Linked DNA regions of Mus musculus: region 2 is linked to region 1. A link is a contact called in public Hi-C data. All regions are on one chromosome and are shown on one strand. The core of a region is the stretch at or near the end of the contact, and the rest is flanking DNA. Distances in the headings are between cores, read along the strand shown.

What was found. Hi-C and Micro-C count contacts between places; a contact is called where the count stands out from the background.
Region 2: a contact with region 1 is called in a Hi-C map of CD8 T cells, with 2.2 times the contacts expected there. The contact joins two enhancer-like sites. A contact is called at or near these places in 1 of 484 Hi-C or Micro-C datasets (CD8 T cells) and 1 of 115 datasets of contacts at active chromatin or transcription factors (pancreatic cancer cells).

Annotation. Positions count from the first base shown.
Region 1 is chr19:53,438,781-53,444,761 of GRCm38.p6, forward strand. Mirt1 (myocardial infarction associated transcript 1) reads right to left here. Exons shown (of 10, transcript NR_028427.1): 10 at 2,432-4,767. Among named protein-coding and RNA genes, the nearest start is that of 4833407H14Rik, 19 kb to the right of the region's middle. Within about 2 kb of position 2,956, at least 66 of the 459 cell types and tissues checked have an H3K27ac peak or open chromatin away from gene starts, as enhancers often do. A contact at or near this core is called in CD8 T cells, where this site is marked.
Region 2 is chr19:53,804,439-53,810,120 of GRCm38.p6, forward strand. The region is part of intron 1 of Rbm20 (RNA binding motif protein 20); the gene reads left to right. Among named protein-coding and RNA genes, the nearest start is that of Gm16299, 18 kb to the right of the region's middle. Within about 2 kb of position 2,918, at least 98 of the 459 cell types and tissues checked have an H3K27ac peak or open chromatin away from gene starts, as enhancers often do. A contact at or near this core is called in CD8 T cells, where this site is marked.

The sequences.
Region 1 (5,981 bases), core at 1,706-4,205:
AAAAAACCAGACAGCGACGGGGACACCCCTGTATACCTGGGCAGAGCCTGGAGGTTAAGCTCAGTCTTGGCTCAGTGTACTGCCTTGGAGCCTCTCACTACCTCTGACTGAAAATGGGCTGACATTTCTATTCTAGAGGCTTGGGGTTAAGAGTTAGGGGTAAGCTTTGCTGGATAGAAAGCCAAACCCTTCTTGAATGCAGGGTGTGGTCCATGCCTGCAATCCACAACACTCAAGAAGTAAAAGGAGGATGTGCAGGGCCCTAGGTTCCATTCCCAGACTGCAAGAAGAAAATAAAGAGAAGAGAGCAGGGGAGGGAGGAGAGGGGAGGGGAGGTGAGGGGAGGGGAGGAAAAAGGGAGGAAGGAAGGAAGAAAGAAAGGAAGAGAGAACAATAATAAGACACCTTGTGTTACAGAGAGAAATCCTGACAAAACAAAAACAAAACAAAACAAAAAAGTCGGACTGGATGTGATCCATGCCTATAATCCCAGTATTTAGAAAGCTGAGGCAGGAGGATTGCCAGAAGATTGAGGTCAGCCTGGGATACACAGTGAGCTCCGTGAGAGGCTGGCTATAGAGTAAGACTCTGTCTTAAAAAACAAAAACAAAAACAAAACAAAGCATGTGTACACACACACACACACACACACACACACACACACACACACACACACACACGGAGAACTTGTAATAGTCAGAATGACATCACTTCCCACCTTCATCTGCCGCTTTTCACACTGTCCTCTCCCCACTTCATCCGATGGCTCCTGGTGGCCCCTGACAAGCAGGCTCAAGTGGTTCCCTCTCTTTAGGAAATATCTGCAGCGCCATGAGAGCCCAGGAACCATATGCTGCTCATATGTCAACACGGTATAAGCTAGAGTCATGTTGGAAGAGGGAATCTCAGCTAAGAGAATGTTCCCACTAGATTGCCTGCGTCCCTGTGGGTAGTGCCAACTTTTTTGTTGGTAGTCTTAGGCTGAGCAAGCCAGTAGGCAGCATTCTCCACGACCTCTGCATCAGCTCCTGCCTTGAGTTCTCGCCCTGACTTCCCTTCACGCTGGACTGTGATTAGGACAGGTAAAATAAAACAAACCCTTTCTTCCCATGTTGCTTTTAGTCCTGGCGTTATCACAGCAATAGAAACCCTTGCTAAGACACCTCTGCTCCCCTCACACCTCACGGTTATTTGTATCTGTTTTCTTTGCACTAAGAAACAATTCATAGAAGATAACATTTGTTCCTTTTAGTTGCAGCCCATTGCTCTTTAGCACGTTCAGAAAATTGCACAGCTATTCTCTCTATCAGTAGGTTTCTCGTCCCCTAAATAAGCCCAGGACTCCAGTCACCAATTTCTCCTTCACCCATAGACACCAGCCACCACTAAGCGTCCCGAGGATTTACCCATTCTGGGCATTTTATATAGATGGAATAGCGCAAAGTACGGTCTTTTGAGTCTAGCTTGTAGCTCCTTTTGCAGTGTGTGTGTGTGTGTGTGTGTGTGTGTGTGTGTGTGTCTTATTGAACATGGGTGAGAGATTAGAGGGAGAAACAAGGGCAACTTTAAAGCAGCTACCCTACAAAGTCTGCACACAGCAGGGACGCCCCTCCCCCATTGCTCTGTCCACAGAGATGGAGCCTATCTCTCATCCTCCCCCACTTAGATCCTCTAGCCTTCTCAAGAGCACACGAAATTGGGGAAGAACTGTGTATAGTTGGTTGGGGTTGGGGGATGGGTACTCAGGTGAGGGTCAAGTGACCCTCTCTGTCTCCTTTAACCCAGAAGTGAGGATCTTTGGCAAGGAGGCCCAGCCAAACTCCTGAGATGTTAGCAGTCGGGCTCAAAGGCTGGTTCCCTTACAGCTGTCTTTCTGAGCGCCACCCGCTGTGCGCCCCTTTCCCCCCCCCCAACAGTGCTGGGCTTACCAGCAGCTGCTCTTAGCTTTTTGTGGGTGCTCAGAATACAAATTCAGGTTATGGAGTCAGAAATACAAATTATGGTTTTGCAGCAGGCACACTTTGCCCCACAGCTGTACCCCAGCCCTTGAAATGAAACATTTAAATCAGCCGTTCTCAACCTTCCTAACCCTTTAATATACTTCTTCACGCTGTGCTGACCCCCAACCATAGTTACTTTTGTTGCTACATCATAACTGTATTTTTGCTCCTGTTACGAACAGCAATGTAAACATCTATATTTTACAATAGTCTTAGGTGACCCCTCTGAGAAGATTCCCTGCGGGGTCATAACCACAGGTTGAGAACATTGATTAAATAAAATATTAAAGAGGGAAAAATCCTCATGGTAAAAAGTAAATCTATTGATTTTACAGTTCTTCTGTTTTTTTTTTTTTTGTTCTCAGCATATATTTAAATAAAGTAGAAATATAATAATAAAATCAGTCCAATGCAGTTTGCATGTATTTAGTGTATAAATTGACGAGCAATTTTATTTCTTTTTTTTTTCTTGTCAAGAAAGAACAAAGAATTCTGAATTTAAAGTCTTAGACATTGTTTCTTTCAGAACCCTGGCTCATATGTAACTTTCATTTCCTATTTTTTAAACTTTGAGAAAAGTAACTGTTTAACAGAGCTGCTTTGTTATGTCTGCCAGCTGTGAGAATTCCAATGTCTCACCTCTTTGAACACTTGTCAGGATCTGTCCTTTCCCTTAGCGAGGTAGGCTGGGTGTGAGGTGGCATCTCACTGTGGTTTGGATTTGCATCTCCCTGCAGAGTAACGGTGTCTGCCTCTTTTTGCATACAGACTTCACATACACACCTACACCTCCGGGGGAAATGCATATTTGAATTCCAGCCACTTCTAAGTTCAGGGGTTTCTTGTTTTGTCCTCTTTGTTTTTGCTTCTGTTCAGTTTTCGGCACACATACACTAACTGCGTCACTGTTCTGTGATCCATCTTTAGATGTCTGAGTTCACAGTTACACTTTCGACAAACGTGGGCCAAGTCTGGGTCTTATTCAAACCCACATCCTCTCCTCTTGGGCCCGGTGCGCCTACGATGGTGCCTGGCAAGTGCCTGGGTGATTGGGCACCCAGCCTTGGACACACGGGCTTGGACACCTGGTCTTGGACACCCAGCCTTGGACACCCAGGCTGTCCAACCCAGCCTTGAACACATAGGCTTAGACACCCAGGCTTGGACACCTGGCCTTGGGCACCCAGCCTTGGACACACAGGCTTGGGCACCCAGCCTTGGACACACAGGCTTGGGCACCCAGGCTTGGACACCTGGCCTTGGGCACCCAGCCTTGGACACACAGCCTTGGGCACCCAGGCTTGGACACCCGGCCTTGGGCACTCAGCTTTGGACAGCGTCTTTGTGTTTTCTTCTAAGGCCTTTCTAAGCACCCATGTTTCCAACTTACCTCTGTGTGGAGGCAGGCCCATGGTGGGGTTAAGGGGACTTTGCTATGAAGTGGAGTCTGAGCACAAAAGTCTGTATTCTGGAACATTCTGGCATGTTACCTAAGGAGACCTTCTGTGCCTTTACCCTCCCTCCAGGTCTCAGGCTTCCTCTCTCGTCTTTGTCGGGGTTGTGGAAAGTAGGAATGGTTGTTTTCCAGCCAAGGCGAATACAGCTCCAGAAGGATGAGTGCCAAAAATATTGTTGCCCTCCAAGTACATGACCACCACCTTCCACACAGCTACCAATGGCTGCCAGGTGACCCAGAAGGTACAGCTAAACCTGCCCTTCCTCCATCTTGTCAGCCTCCATGACCTTTAAAATACTCTTTTGCGTTCTTACCTGGAAACAGAATTACTGGGCCATACAATAATTCTATTTCTTCCTTTTCCTCTTCCCCTTTCCTTTCCCTTCCTTCATTTCTTTAAAGAGTGTATTCTACAGAGTTAGTCATGTTTGTTTCCCACCAACAGTGTCCAGGGCATCCTACTAGCACTAGTAATGGTTTTTACATGGTAGCTGCTCTGATAGGTGGGAAGTAGTTTCTGTTTTGTTTTGTTTTGTTTTGTATTTTGTTGTTGTTTTTCGAGACAGGGTTTCTCTGTACAGCCCTGGCTATCCTGGAACTCACTCTGTAGACCAGGCTGGCCTTGAACTCAGAAATCCGCCTGCCTCTGCCTCCCAAGTGCTGGGATTAAAGGCTTGCGCCACCACTGCCCGGTGTGGGTTTGATTTGCATTTCTCCTGGGACTCCTGCATTGAGGCATGGCTATTGACCATTTTATGACTTGTAGAAGAAAAACAAGTGTTTGCTTGGCTGAATCGCCTCCCCCCCCTCCCCGGTTTCTGTCACTGTTGATGGCTGTGGCAGCGGTTTGTAGGAGTGCTTTGTATATCCCGGATATTGGTCCTTTATCAGGTCTACAATTTGCAAACCTGTTCATGCGTCCTGTAGGTGGCCTTTTTCCTCCACGGGTCACCCATTTACTGTACAAAGTTGACATTTTAGTGAAACACATTCCGTCTGATAGGATGACTGAGAATATTTAAAATACAGCCTAAGGAAGGAAAGATGGTGAAAGAAGATACCAACAGAAATGAAGTCTGGGTTTGTCCTTGAGCAGATGGCACCCTTTGTTCTGGGGAAGCCCCGCCTGATGAGAGTGGTGGGTGAGAACCAGAGCCCACGTGTGCTGCTTCAAGTCCCAGTAAGAAGCCAACGCGTACCTGGGCCAGGGAGCGGGCCTATGTGGGTGAGGAGGGGTTGCACCGTGGCTCTGGGGTTTCCCTGAGATCCGTAAAGGGAGTGTGGTGAGTGGGTTCAAAGGCAGGAAGTTCACTGTAGGGAAAGCAGAGAGTGCCCCTATGTCAGCCTCCGGAGCCAGGTCTAAAGAGCAGCTCTCTGTTCGCCCGCCACCTTTATGTTGTTTCGTGAGATTTTTTTTTTTTTAATTCTAAAAATAATTATGACTAGATCCAGCTGACTGAAGCATAAAACATTAACGTTGATCATTCATTAAACAAGATTGTGCCAGCAACCAGGCTTCATGAGCCCCTAGAGAAGCCCAATCATCCACAGCCCTCCTCATCCACACCGGGCAAGGACCCTGAGCCCTTAGGGAAGAGCTACTTCTAGTTCAGCAGGGCTCAGTTCAGCTCCGTCTGATTTCCAAGCACATTTCTACTACAGCCTTTTTTCTGCGACCGTTCATCTTAGCACTTGCGCATTTTTCTTAAGCTTTCAAAATAATGATTATGTATTTTCAACCTCTGTTTACAAACGCAAAATCAGCTGAGTAATATTTCAGGAACAGTAAGAGATGCCATTTATTGCGTAGTTTTCTCACAAATTGATGTAATGGGTGCTGGCACCATAGTTTTCGCCATCTTAGGCTGATGGGCTTGCCCCAATCCCTGCGTGCTGGACGCTGAAAACAGACAGTCATCCCACATCCCATAACTTGTCTCAAGAGGGCACTTCAGCCAAGTTCGGGGCTTTCGGTGCTTCGTAATAGCTAATAATAAAATAGCAAGGGTTCTGACCACAGCAGCCCCCCTTTTCCTGACACCTTCTAAAGAGGAATGACAAAGAGCTTCCGTGGAGAGTGTGGGAAAGGTACCACACACATCCCCACCTCCATCTCCAGACAAGGTCCCGTGGGCATCCCAAACATCAGTGTCTGCTCTCTGATGCTCTCTGTACACAGACTTCTGCCATGCACACTGTTGGCACAGCCAGGTAATTTGTCCCAGAGCAATGTATGGGGACAGTTTTGGTTGTCCAGCAGGTTGGCAGGCTGCTGTTGGTATCACACTGGTGGAGATCAGGGATACTGCTAAGTATCCTACAAGGCCCAAAACCCCAGTGTTGAGTCAGAGTGAACTCAAGGATTCTATGTTCCTTAGCTGGCTCCCTGTGGCTTACATTCTTCACACTGAGTGTCCTCATACTACACCGCACTGTGAGAGACACACCAGTGGGGATATCAGGCAAGACAGAGACATGGTCCTGGACAGAGAAATCTGACAGGGCCACATACCTATGAGCAAGGT
Region 2 (5,682 bases), core at 1,668-4,167, 370 kb after region 1:
TTTCCACAGAAGATACTGGTGGGATCCAGAGAACCCTGGTCAGTGTGGGCCTTGGAGAAGAGCAGAGAGAGTTAAATGCAGATCATTTAAACAGACTGTGGTCTTTTAGAGGTGTTGTTGAGGTAGGGTCTTGCTGTGGAGCCCAAGGTGAGTTCTGACTCACTTGTCTTAGTCACCCGAACTTTGGGATAACAGGATGTCACCACAGCCAGTTTGTAACATGAATGGTTTTTGGTTTTATGGTTTTGTTTTTATTTATGTGCGTGTATGGTGTGTGTGTGTGTGTGTGTGTGTGTGTGTGTGTGTGTGTGCACAGAGACCAGATCTTCTAGTCTTCTGTCACTGGAATCTTGAGCTGCCTGCTTGAGTGCTGGGAACTGAACTGCAGTCTTTTGCAAAAGCAGAAAGCACTCTTAACCGCTGAACCATTTCTCCAGACCAACATTCTTATTTTTATTAAACAAATTAAGGAACTATGATGGGAGACTCCGGAGTATACAGCCAGGCACAGTGGGCTCAGGGAGCCCCTGGAATCTTCCATTGCTGCCTTTGCCCCATCTCGAAGTCACTGCCCTCTGGGCTGGCTTTATTCTTAATCAGCCTCTCTTTGGGTGATGGCTTAACAGCTAGCTTAGCAGCCGGGCATGACAGTGAATCTCTGTCCTGACATCATCAACAAAATATCATTGAGTGTCCCTGCAATCACTGGGACCAAGGCAATGTGATGCTGTGACCACCCCAGCCTGAGATATTGCCTGGACACAGTGACTTCTGTCACCGATAAAAAAAAAAAAAAAAAAAAATCAATCCCAAAGGTGGAAATGTTAAGCAACAGTCCCCTAATCTCTTAACAGGTAGATGGCAACCTGGGTCCCTGACCACAGGTGACCCTCCCTCTATCAGTCACACACTGCGGATGTGTCTCCACACCTGTCACTGGGTCAAACCCAGGACCTTGTAAGCCTTTGTTCAGACTTGAGGGGAAGCCCTTGGGTTGTTCTTTTCTTTCATTGGTTAAATTTCTTGCAAAGGGCAGTGTGAATCTGTCCTGCGTGAGCTTCCTCAGTCAGAGCACACCACACCCTTCCTGTGATCTCAGGGAAGTCTCTTTCCCCATGTTCCCCCCCCCCCCCTTTTGATTTCTTCTTTATCTTTCTCCACTTTTATGTATCCACATCTGGAAGCTTTGCATAGCTCACACCAGATGCCAGTCGACACAGGCTAAAAGATTAAAGTTCTGAAGGAATATCTGGTCCTTTGAAAGACTGTGTCAGACAGAGCAGGGTCCTGTGTGTGTCGTTAACGTCTTACTTTTAGAGCAGGATGAAGATTTTTATCATCCCAATCCTTGCCTCCCTTGCAGGTCTCTGTTTATAGCCCTGGTTAACCTAGAAAATCTATGTAGATCAGGCTGGCCTCAAACTTTTAATGACCTCCTTCTACCTACCTTCTTGGTAGTAGAATTATGGGCATGTGTCTCGATGGCCAGATGCAACCCATTTCTTCTGGCCAAAGGCTACTGTATCATCGCATCTTGGGACAATTAGTTGGGACAACAGGCACACTCTCCTGACGGGAACAATAGGTTGCACATCCTTTCTCAAGGCAGGTTTTCTTCCACATCTCTACATCCCAACAAAATAAGGGTTATTAGTTTGTCTTTCTCTAATACTTTAGTTTGAAAACTCTTCAGGGAAACACTGGTTTAATTTTTTTCTCTAAGCACACTACTAGAGTTTTAAAGCTAATTATACACTGCAAATTCTTTGTAGCAATTAATGGCTCAGAGACATAACCTCAGCCTGGGGGCACTGGAGCCCTCCCAAGCTTCTTGGTAAATCAGAGCCTGTGCAGTCAGCTGCTGCATCTGTGAGGGGATCAGGCTCAGGGGAGGGCGTCTGACAGACATTGCCACTCCCGGTCCAAAGCATGTGCGCTACTGTGTTGTTTTCCCTACTGCCCAGCCTCGAATCTGCTGGGGATGGCTGCAAACAGTGCAGCTGTTCCTGGTATAGGCAAGAAGATGTGGACTGAATCCTGAGCCACGCGCTTTCTAGACAGGGACGTTCTTGAGGTCATTGCCTCTGGAGAATCAGGACAGCCAGAACAATGCACAGAGACACTGTCGCAAAGACAGATGGACGGATTGACAGACAGGAAGGAAGGACATCCTTCAATTTCCCCGGTTCTTGGTGGGAGGCTTGCAAGTGTTGCATGTGGAATGTACTCAGTGAACTCAGTGTGCGTGAACATAACCTTTCAAGCTGAGGTGGATAGGTAATCCTCCCAGGCCTGGGAAGCTGAGGTGATGAGGTGGATAGGTAATCATCCCAGGCCTGGGAAGCTGAGGTGGATAGGTAATCCTCCCAGGCCTGGGAAGCTGAGGTGGTGAGGTGGATAGGTAATCCTCCCAGGCCTGGGAAGCTGAGGTGGATAGGTAATCCTCCCAGGCCTGGGAAGCTGAGGTGATGAGGTGGATAGGTAATCCTCCCAGGCCTGGGAAGCTGAGGTGGTGAGGTGGATAGGTAATCCTCCCAGGCCTGGGAAGCTGAGGTGGATAGGTAATCCTCCCAGGCCTGGGAAGCTGAGGTGGTGAGGTGGATAGGTAATCCTCCCAGGCCTGGGAAGCTGAGGTGGTGAGGTGGATAGGTAATCCTCCCAGGCCTGGGAAGCTGAGGTGACCAGAAGTTTCCATGAGGTTTCATCAGCAGCCACCTGTGTGCCGTAGGACAAGTTAACTTTTCAGTGTTGTAATAAGGGATTGAATGGACCCTAAAAGCGTGCAATTCTATGTTTTTTCTGTTTGCCACTGCTGTGAGTGAAAAAAACTAGCTGGCTTTGCAGAGTCCTCTGGTGACCTTGTTTTGTGGCGTATATAACCTTAGCTTCCCAGGCTCTTGGGTGTCTGTGCTACCCAGACTTCTAGCAAGATCACTTCCTGCCCACAACATGCAGGCCCACCTCAGCTCTCTAAACAGACTCACCCTCAGTATCGATGTCTTGGGGAAACTGTATTCATTTCCTGTTACCACTGTAACAAATCACCACAAATCTGATAGTGTGTAGCATCATAGATGAGTGAGATTCTAAGATCCCTCTCAGTAGGTCTGTAGTGGAACTGTTAGGAAGAATGCCTCTGCCTCTGCCCTGGCTCTTCAGGAACATTCTTTCCCTTTCTGTTTTGAATTTCTAGAGGCTTCCTGTACTGTCTTGGCTCATAGTCTCTTCCTCCACTTGCACAGACATCAGCGCATCATCTTCCCTTTCTGTGATGAGTGTTTCCATCTCTCTGACTTTCCCCCTCATCGTTCTTGTGGTCACACAGAGCTCACCTCGGCAATGTCAAGGTGATCTTCTCTTAGCTCAAGATCCTTAATTGAATCACTGCTGTAAAGTCCTCTTTACCACGTACGGGGACACTTACAGGTGCATGCATGTCTGTACACTATGTGTGCTGCACTCACGGAGGCCAGAAGGTGGCCTTGAACTCCCCCCCACCCACCCCCCGGAACTGGAGTTACAGTTAGTTGGTAGCTGCCATGTGGGAACCTGGGAGCTGGTCCTCTGGAAGAACAGCCAGTGCTCCTTAGTGCTGAACCATCTCTCCAGCCTCTATCCATTCAGTTACTAAACCTAGACTTGGGGAGAAGCATACTGAATCTCCCACGCTGAGGTTGGGCGGTGAGTGACTATACCCAGGTGTGCAACGGCACTGGGAGGCTGTAGACTTAGAAGCCCCATCTTGAAGTACTCAGGCACTGTACTCACATAAAGCGCATTCGTCTCCCAGCCGCCGCCGGGCTCTGAGAAGCCACAGCCATTTAAGGTCTTCATTGCTTAGCTCCTGGCGGTTGCCACAGCCACCAAGCTGCTGGGAAATGCAAGATTCTCCAAGACACACCGCTTTCTTTGGGGAGGGGGTGTGTGTGTGCTTGAGTCTTTACATAAATGAGAAAGCCTAACATTGTCATCTTCATTTGGCTGTGGAACGTGTTTGTATTTGGATTGGAGTGTGGGTGTGCCTCGTGTTCTGGGGACTCTCTTAAAACAGCAGTAAACCTTGAAATAGACGCTCCTAGAATACTGTGTGGCCTCCTTCCTCCCTCCCTTCTCCCCTCCCTTGTCCCCTCCCTCCCTCCCTTGTCCCCTCCCTCCCTCCTCCCCCTCCCTCTCATTCTCCTTCGTTTCCTTCCTTTTTTTTTCTTTTGTCTTTTGAGACAGAAGTCTTATCATACCCAGTCTATCTTCAAACTCAACACTAGCCTTGAGTCATCTGATCCCCCTGTCTCTATCTTTCCAGCTCTGGGATCACAGGCGTGTATCACCACCAAGCCTGGCTAAGTTATTAACTCTTGCAGGCTAAGTATTTTACGACTTTTATTTTCTTAGATAGAACAGTTAGTCTTTTTTTTTCTCACCTAAGATTTTGGTTTAAAAGGGATATATTCTGTGTGGATGATTTGTGTGAAATCACTTCTGTGCAAGTTTGAATAAAGCTGGGGACAGTAAGAATTTGTAAGATTAAAGCAGAAACAGAAGGGGACCCGCTCCTGGGTCTGGTTGTGCCAGGTCTGAATGGTGAGGTTCTGATCTTCGTGTGTGCCTGGTCTGAACAATGAGGTTCGGGTCTAGTTACGGGCTGGGTATGAACAGCGAGGTTCTATAGTCGTATCCACATCTGACTCGCTGCCACACTGCATGGCTGCTTTTCCTTGTTGGGGAGATGGCTCTTCTTTAGATAACCTTTCAACACCCAGGAGGAAAACCTCTAGCAAGGACTTGCTCCAGCCCAGAACCAAAGGTTAAAAAACACAGCTGCCTTCTCTGGGGAAAACAAAACCAACTTTGTGCTCCTTTGGTCATAAGAAACACATTGGCACCTCCTTAACACCTTGTCAGTAAGGACAATCTGTGTAGTGGCCAAGCCTGGGGGTGGAGCTGCCCTGTTGGGTTTGCCTTCTAAAGCTTTGCTACCTGACAGTACACAAGGCATAATCATTCATCAGTCGGGACCCTCCCTCCTTTCTTGTTAGCCCCTCCCCACTCTGTTACAGCCATGATGGTGCCATACCACACAAGGGCTCATGAAGCTGAGATGCCCCCAGCGCAACTCCCCAGAGTGCACAAGGCCATCCCTCCTCCTTCCCCATATCTTAAAAGGCAGCAGGCGCGCCTCAGAGTGCAGCTTGCATGCTGCCTGGGTATCTCTCTTCAGGAACTTGTAGAAAGTTTTTGATTCCTCACACAAGAGGGAAAGAACAAAGGCTTGGTTTTTTTTAAATCTGACTTGGCAGTGTGTTTTGTTCTTGTTCTTGAGCGTGGGTGTGCCTCATGTTCTGGGATCTCACTTCAAACCAAACAAGCCAGCAGCCCAGGAGGATATGTGCCGGAGGGAGGAGGAGGGCTGCGAGGCTCCTACTGTACCTGCCAGGTTGGGGTTCGAGTCTTATAGGCTCATCCACTTTACTTAATGGCAGTGAGTGTTAGAGCTCTAGGTTCCTGCTCTACAAAGTTGAGATGAAAATGACCTATCCTGCGTGGCCCTTGACCTGTGTGACTTTTGAAGTTCCAAAAAGCTCACACTGGTCCCAGGAGCCTTACTGGAGGAGATGGTCCTACCCAGTTACCTTCTCCAAGCATGAGCCCCCTTCCCTTAAAGGAGCTCCAGGGAGGGAGGTGCGG